2 separate regions of the Ovis aries genome follow, and region 1 is linked to region 2. A link is a contact called in public Hi-C data. All regions are on one chromosome and are shown on one strand. Each heading gives the region's core, a stretch centred on a gene start, on an enhancer-like site or on the middle of the called end of the contact. The rest is flanking DNA. Distances are from core to core; before and after follow the strand shown. Region 1 holds the start of SGMS1 (sphingomyelin synthase 1). Region 2 overlaps SGMS1 (sphingomyelin synthase 1).

What was found. A called contact is a pair of places that touch in the nucleus more often than the background predicts.
Region 1: a Hi-C map of hypothalamus shows a contact between it and region 2, with 1.9 times the contacts expected there. The contact joins the promoter of SGMS1 here to the enhancer-like site in region 2. A contact is called at or near these places in 2 of 16 Hi-C or Micro-C datasets (hypothalamus and muscle).

Annotation. Positions count from the first base shown.
Region 1 is chr22:8,806,048-8,810,203 of ARS-UI_Ramb_v3.0, forward strand. SGMS1 (sphingomyelin synthase 1) reads right to left here and starts at 1,860. Exons shown (of 10, transcript XM_060404923.1): 1 at 1,672-1,860.
Region 2 is chr22:8,586,904-8,591,201 of ARS-UI_Ramb_v3.0, forward strand. The region is part of intron 5 of SGMS1 (sphingomyelin synthase 1); the gene reads right to left. Among named protein-coding and RNA genes, the nearest start is that of ASAH2, 160 kb to the left of the region's middle. Within about 2 kb of position 1,453, at least 8 of the 54 cell types and tissues checked have an H3K27ac peak or open chromatin away from gene starts, as enhancers often do. A contact at or near this core is called in hypothalamus, where this site is marked.

The DNA.
Region 1 (4,156 bases), core at 610-3,109, 220 kb after region 2:
TCAAGCGTGGGGGCAGCCCCGCCGGGTGTCAGAGCCGCCCCCAAACCTGGAGGCTGTTAAGCGGTCTGTGGAGGGAGACTCGCTGCTCAGCGAAAGGGGTCCCACCTGTTATGTTATCCACGGACATCGAGCGGGGGAGGGGGGTGGCTCGGAGGTACCCCGAAACTCAGAGTGCCTGGCCAGCTGCGATCGGACCCAGAGGTACCAACTGTCACGCCGCCACCAGATGGGGGTAGGGCCGTGATTTGGGGTCGGATCTGCGGGTCTCCCGACCCCCGCCCGCCACTGTCCGAAGGTTCTTCGGCCCCGCCACAGTCCGCTCGCCCCAAACCGACACTAGGCAGCCTTGCAGTCCGCACTCAGGACCGCTGAAATAGGTGCCCGCTGACGCCCCCGCCTTTCTCCCCGCCCCAACTAGGTCCGGGAGCCCCGCAGGCGGCCCGCCCCCTCGTGGCCCCGAGAACAGCTGCGGGACCGCCCCCCGCCCCCCGAGCGGCGGCGCGGGGGGAGTGCCAGCCAGGTACTCGCCAGGCGCTGAGCCGGCTGCGCTCACGCCCCCTCGCCCCAGGGTTGCCGGCACACCTTTCCTGGCGTCAAGCCAGACCCCGGAGGTGGGTGTCCGATCTGCTCCCCAGCGATCGGCTCTCTCCCGCCGCCCGACTCACTTGCACCGGAGTCGCGGCAGCCGCCGGAATTCCGCTCGCCGAGCCCCCAGCCGCGGAATGAAATCCGGGGCAGGGCAGCGTTGGGGCTCCGTACCCGGATTGCGCTCTCTGTCCGGCTCGTCGGGCGCTAGGAGAGAGCAGCCTTCCCTGGCCGGCCCTTCCCGCTCCCGTGCTGCCCCTCGCTGCCGCCGCCGCTGCCCCGGCCACTGCCTAGCTGGTGCGAACGCTTCCGACTAGCCACCGCGAGCCTCCCGGGCTGCCGAGCATGCCCAGTCCGCTGCCCGAGCCGGCCCAGCTGCCCGCGCTACGCAAATCCGCTCCTCCGGGTGTTCGCGGCAGCTGGGAGGGCGGGGCAGGCGGGCGGGGTCTGCAGGGAGCTCGTCCCCGGACCCAGCAGGACTCCGGCCAGACTGCGCACCTAGGGGCAAGCGAGGCTTGGCACCCTGTTATTTCATTTTCAAGTAGCTGAAAACTCGGGAGGCGGGCGTTTTCTCCTCCGAGGAGAGAGGCCTTGCTTGCACATTTTTCGGGGGCCGTTTAGTGAGGCCGGACGAAAGCCAGCTTTTACGCGTGGGGACAGTATTCCACTTGGAGCAAAACCAGAATTGAAGAGCTGTAGCCGGTCAGAGCAGAGAACGCAAATTCGGCCTCCTGGAGACCCGGTTCGCAGGCACGAGTTTGCTGGCTGCCAGAGGATTCTCTTTCCCACCGAGCCTAGGAGTACAGCACTTGGAATTAACTCGTGATTGATCATAAAGACAAACAAACAAACAAAATTTAAATGGCGGACCTCACACTCTAAGGTTCATCCTCAAACCTCTATTCACAGACTCCCCAAAAACAGGGAGCGAAGGCGAGCAAGGCCTGGAGTACCTTCAATTGGAGGGGGGAGACTCGGGCCCGCCCCTTCCCGGCCCCACCTCCTGCCGACCCGACGGAGCTGCGGGAAAAAGCTGGAGAGCCGGCGCACGCGGGCCGGAGCACTGCGCATGCCCAGTGGCCCGACCTGGTGCAGGTCGCTCGAAGGAAGGTTTTTTCCGGCTGCCAGAGGTGGACTCCTGCGCCCGGGGAGCGGACGCCCGGGCGAGCTCTCGGCTTTCTGCAGTGGGATGTTCCCTTCTGTCTGTACCGCTCGGTACCCGGGTGGCGGAGAGGCAGCCTAGGGCTGCGCGACCCGCGGGGTCCGGGACTCGGCGAGCGGGGGAGGGGGCGTGCGGCGGTATCGCCGTGACACGTGACTGTCCGCGGCGCTCCGGGCAGCCATCTTCCGCTGGGCCCTCGGTCGGTGGGCAGTCGGGACGGGCCGGAGAGTTGGCAGGATGGGAGCAGAGAGCTCGGCTCCCCGCCACGCCCTCACGCCGGGCTCCAGCTTCTGCTCCGCACCTGCCTCCGCCCCGCCCGAGGGCGCTGGATTCCGGGCTCTGGCCCTAGGTTTCTGAGAGGACAGACTCCCGCGAGGGCTAAAAACAAACGGCTGTGAAATCGAGAGGGCAGGACTCCGGGGGTGGATGGCCTGTGCTTTTTCCCAGAGGCGCAAGTTGGAGAAAGGGGCCCCCTTCTGTAAGGCAGTGACGCCGTTGCTCCAGCTGCTTCCCTCTTCTGATCTGTTCCCTGCGGAGACGTAGTGGGTCGCTGGGAACGTCTGGACAGAGGCCATCGCTGTCCCTGAGATGTAATATCCCCGAGCCCCTGCCGGTGCACAGCTGGAATAGCGAACCTTTATTGATGTCCTGCCACGAACCACTTGGGGTCCCTGTGGCCTTAGGACCAGATGAGTCGCCATCACCCGAGAATTTGTTAGAAATGCGAAATGCTAGACCTCCAGCGTTTTGAATCAGAAACACTACTGGGGGAGAGGAGGTATCCTGCCACCTCAGTTAAGTCCTCCAGCTGGTTCTGGTGAACATTATACTGCTTTATTTCAACTAAATTTTAGGGCTCCTCACTTTATAAACGAGGCATTGAAATTTTGCCCCAGAAGAGGGTGAACTGGGCAGAGAGTGTGACCCAGTGCCGGCGTTTAATCGCACCCTTCACTGTGGATGCTTCACTGTTACGTCACTATACTGCTCTTTCAGGGAGATTTTTAAAAGTACATTTGTCACATAGGGGTTTAAAATAAAAACTGCAATTCAGTTCAGCAACATCTTTTGAGTGTACAGAGGGCAAAGCTCTTTGAGTCATAGTAGCCCTATTGAATATTTTCATCAGTTTGCACCAAAGAAGTGCAAGAAAGGCTTGCTTTCTTGTGATGTAAATTTTTCAAACTGAGGAAGTGCCAGAAGACTGCTGGCTGACTTATCTGAAGTGCTGTTTATGCAGAATGGCCAGACTTAGGACTTCTAGAAAATGCCATTCAAGGAAGCAGATGGTGTTGACATGTGTCAAGGAGTCTTTCAGTTCAGTTCAGTTGCTCAGTCGTGTCCGACTCTGCGACCCCATGGACGGCAGCACACCAGGCTTCCCTGTCCATCACCAACTCTGGAAGCTTATTCAAACTCAGGTCCATTTAGCTGATGATGCCATCCAACCATCTCATGCTCTGCTGTCCCTTTCCCCTCCTGCCTTCAATCTTTCCCAGCATCAGAGTCTTTTCCAGTGAGTCAGTTCTTCCCATCAGGTGGCCAAAGTATTGGAGTTTCAGCTTCAACATCAGTCCTTCCAACAAATATTCAGGACTAATTTCCTTTAGGATGGACTAGTTGGATCTCCTTGCTGTCCGAGAGACTCTCAAGAGTCTTATCCAACACCACAATTAAACGCATCGATTCTTCAGCGCTCAGCTTTCTTTATAGTCAAACTCTCACATCCATACATGACTACTGGTAAAACAATGGCTTTGATTAGATGGACCTTTGTTGACAAAGTAATGTCTCTGCTTTTTAATATACTGTCTAGGTCGGTCATAACCTTTCTTCCAAGGAGCAAGCGTCTTTTAATTTCCTAGCTGCAATCACCATCTGCAGTGATTTTGGAGCCCAAAAAACTCTGTCACTGTTTCCATTGTTTCCCCATCTATTTGCCCTGAAGTGATGGGACTGGATGCCATGATCTTAGTTTTCTGAATGTTGAGTTTTAAGCCAACTTTTTCACTCTCCTCTTTCACTTTCAACAAGAGCCTCCTTAGTTCTTCTTCATTTTCTGCCATAAGGGTGGTGTCATCTGCATATCTGAGGTTATTGATATTTCTCCCAGCAATCTTGATTCCAGCTTGTGCTTCATCCAGTCCAGCATTTCAAATGATGTACTTTGCATATAAGTTAAATAAGCAGAGTGACAATATATAGTCTTGACATACTCCTTTCTTGATTTGGAACCAGTCAAAAGTGCCCTACCCACAATGTAAAGCTGAACTACTGCTGTTGCTGCTGCTGCTAAGTCACTTCAGTCGTGTCCAACTCTGGGCGACCCCATAGACGGCAGCCCACCAGTCTCCCCCGTCCCTGGGATTCTACAGGCAAGAACACTGGAGTGGGTTGCCATTTCCTTCT
Region 2 (4,298 bases), core at 203-2,702:
GTATACATATATATAAAACCTCTGTGAATATGAGCAACTCAATAAACTTCGTGACCTTGCAGTTTAAAATGTGCAGTTGGGGACTTGCTTGGTGGCCCAGTGGTTAAACACTTCCAATGCACAGGGCATGGTTTCAGTCCCTTTTGGGGGAACTAAGATCCCACATGTTGTGAAGCATGGCCAAAAAATAAAATAAAAAATAGAATAAAATATGCAACTGTATGCATGTGTGCAGCCATACATAGATAAAAGAGGACGGGAAAGGTAACCCACACAGGAAAGAGAGAGAGACTCTAGTTGTTTTTTTTTTTTTTTTAATCTGGGATCCAGTCAAGCTGAAAATGTATACAGTGGGTGCTCCATTCAAGAAGAAGGAAGGTTCATAAATAAGTTCACCTGTGATCATAGCTCAAAGCACCTGAAAGATGTTTTCAATGATCCTTATGCTTTGGAAATAAGGACACAATTACCAACGTTATCAGAATGTTCTCACAAAAGAAAAAGGGTCACCATTTCTAGGGTATCTTTGTTGTCCAAAGTTAAAATGACAGTCTTTGTTCTTTGCAATCTATGGTTCTAAAAAAGAAACGATTAGCTCCAATCTCAGCGCCATGATGCTGCTGCTGTTTAGTTGCTAAGCTGTGTCTGACTCTTTGCGACCCCATGGACTGCAGCACACCAGGCTTCCCTGTCCTTCCCTATCTCCCAGAGTTTGCTCAAACTCATGTCCATTGAGTCAATGATGCCATCTAACCGACTCATCCTCTGCCTCACCTTTCTCCTCTTACCCTCAATCTTTCCCAGCATCTGGGGCCATGATGTTCAGTCATTCAAAAGCTGGCTTTCACCTCTTCAGCCCCCATCTTCCACTTAAAAAACCTTTGGCCAAATAATCCCACCAGCCTACTTCTTGTTCCCCTAAAGCAACAGGCACACTACCACTTCCATACCTGGGCCCACTCATGGCCTCTGTCTCTCCCACTCTCCTTAAAACTTACCACCTTTCAGATCCTCTCCAACCCCCTCCTTTTCTGGAACCCTATTGACTGGTTCAAATCCCAGGGAACTCTCCTCTCTTCCAAATGCCTACAGCTTTATTCTTTAATACCTCCATCTCAAAACTAACTTAGAGAGCCTAAGTGTCTTCCTTCTGTTTGAAATCTCTGGCTTTTCTCTTTCCGATGACAAAAGTCCATTGGAGACAGAGACAATGTTTCAGAGGCCTTGTCTCCCCAGGATCTAGCAGATTCTGAATAAATAGCTGTTGTTGATATAATGGTGTCTGAGTTATATAACAGCCACAAAGGAGAAAGAAAAACTTTCCTTTAACTGCTGACACATCGAGAATACACAAATATTATAGCTGTTCAGCCCAGTTGGCAATCAGAACCCAAGCGACAGATGTGAGTCTTTGCTCTTTACGACATGTTCCAACAGTAAAGAATGCCACTACTGAGAAAGCAAATCTGATACTTCCTAAAAGGAAGTACAGTTTACAAAAGAGTGTCAGCACATACCATCTCAGTTCCCCAAATACTAACCCACTCACAAGAACAGAGGGACTAAGTCTTTCTATCTTCCCTTTCCAATAAGGAACACATACACACATATTTGACAATCTCACCAAAGACCAATTCCTTCTTAAATAGAAATATCTTACTGTTTACCTTAAAGTACTCCTAAGCATCAAAGTTAGCACATGGCAGTTGTCCGAGGCAACATATAACTGTTAGAACCATCATAAGTTTCCATTTGCTTATATGGTTTAAAATAAAAAAGTATACGACATTTGCATTAGAGCAAGCCTCTATTCAAGAGTCATTCTCATCCATAGTCACTCATCTCTTTTGATTAGTGCTAATACAGTTCTCCTTTTATGAGATGAGAATAAACACTACCGTTGTCCTAAAAGAGCTGTGATAGATCAGCTGCCCTACTATGCAATTACATTTATTATAACTGCTCATGACAGAGACACACTTCTTAAATATTCCAAATATAAACAACCAGATTAGTTAGTTTTCTTTAACTTGCAGGTAACATGGCACTTGAAGCAGCAGAGGCAAAAGATAGAGCGACTGACTCTGTGCTTAGTCACTCAGTCATATCCAGCTCTTTGCAACCCCACAGACTGTAGCCCACCAGGCTCCTCTCTGCATGGGGTTTTGCAGGCAAGAATACTGGAGCAGGTTGCCCATTTCCTCCTCCAGCGGATCTTTCCGATGCAGGGATCGAACCCGCGTCTCCTGTGTCTCCTGCATGGCAGATAGATTGTTTACCTGCTGAGCCGCCAGGGCTAGCCACATGAAAGCCACAGGCGTGGCTGGGCTCCAGGGCCATTTCACTGTGACTCCACCAGGACAGGAGGACATCTTTGCTTCTACATGTTGGCTTTGCTCTCCCTTCCTAAAATCTGCCTTCTTCCACTTAACTCCCAGCTCTGGCACTGAGAGGGGCTATTCCATAGTTATAATCTTAAAAGTTCTGAAGAAAAACTCACACTGGTCAGCATGGGCCATGTAGCCACCCCAGGGGCCAAGGTCCCATAACTGACTAGTCTATGCTAGAACTACCTAGGTGAACTGGAGGAAAGAGCAACTAAGTTCTCCAGAAGGTGTTTACTTCCCAGAAGTAAAAAGGAGGGCTCCTTTGTCTGTCCCTGAAACATCAGCACCTATCAAGGAATTCCATTTCAAGTCTAACACAAAAGCTTATCTCAACAGTCTTCAATCTGGTAATAAATTACATTCTGAGAGTTGTTTAATGAACTCTAAAGCTAATGAACTCTTCTGTGGCACTTGAAATGCATTTCATTAGAGACCAGATGTAGAGAGACTGGCTTCTCTGGCGAGTCTTTAAAGGCCTATTTAACTCATGATTTATCTGAGGTGTAATGTTAATAGTTCTAATACGACACTCAAACCCCATTCATAACATTGTTCCTATAGGAAAATGTACTTGAAATTCCACCTATAGCAAGAAAAACGTGCAATTGAATTCATTTACTGAGGATCTAGTAATGATGGTGGCTTCCATCGTGCACATATCACTTGACATTTAACCTGTACACAGTACAGCAAGGCAGGTATTAACAACTGTACTGAACACATGAGGAAACTGAGCGTTCGAGAAGGTTTTGAAGCTTAAGGTCAATCATGAAGACGTGTCACAGCCTGCTTCAAAGCTATGAATGTCTGACCCCAGAGCTGGTGGCATCCTGTCCGATATCCATAGCAGCCAGACAAGAGTGGGCTTTTAGTTCAGGTGACTGAGAGCTGAGCTAACATTTCCAGCTCTGTGTAAATATCTAGATTTCCCTGCAGAGAAGAGAAGGAACTAGTGGGCAGTCATAGTCAATAGCCAGACATCAACTTTCTATATCTTCCCAAGAAAAGGTATTTCTCTGTGGCAAAACAAAAGAAAACATTTCTCTGGGGAAACTTCAAGTTATACAAATGCTGGTATTGACATGAAGACTGTCTGAAAATTAAGGGTCTATAGATAGTATCTTCATAGAAAATTTGTTTTGCCCTGTTGAAAAAAGATGGCACTATCTTAAGAGGGCATTTGGACAGGTGTTTTAAAAAAGATTAAAATTGCAGAAATAACTGAGGTGACTCAGTTCTGCCAAAATAAATGTGATGAATGCACTTTACAACTTGAGCTGTAAATCACATTTAAAAAATGTGTTTGGTTAAGGAGTATTTATTACATATAAGAGAATATATCTAACATATTGGTCAGGAAAAATAATAATAAAATCAACAATCATAAACCTATCACCCGACCTAAAAGCAGACCACTAGTGATAAACTACGGCAAGTCCCTGAGTGTTCCTTCCCATCTGATGGAGGTGGACAATCCCTTCCTTCTGTGCATCTTGGACAAAAAGTTTAAAACCCCTTGATTCAAGAGGGGACTTTAGTAATAAATTAACCTTGTTATGCCTTTTGAAATCAAACTCGAGAGATGGCCAGAAGTAATATGATAGAAAACAGTTTGAATTCAGTCATAAAGTAAGGGGATGGCTAGATTGTACACTGTCTTAACCTAGCAACCGCTGGCCAGACAGACTTGTAAAAGCTTCTGGTTTTACGCCATCATCCAAAGCCAGGACTAGTCATTAGTCACATTATTAGGCATGTGATCTGAAATATGACAAGTCATCTGGAAATTATTCCAAATTGAGGTAAGGTGTTACTAAGCCAAGACAAACTGGTTCTCCCATGCAGAGCCTTAAGCACATCAGATACCATAAGAAGAAGAAGAAAAAAAAGGAGCACATGGATTAACAACCA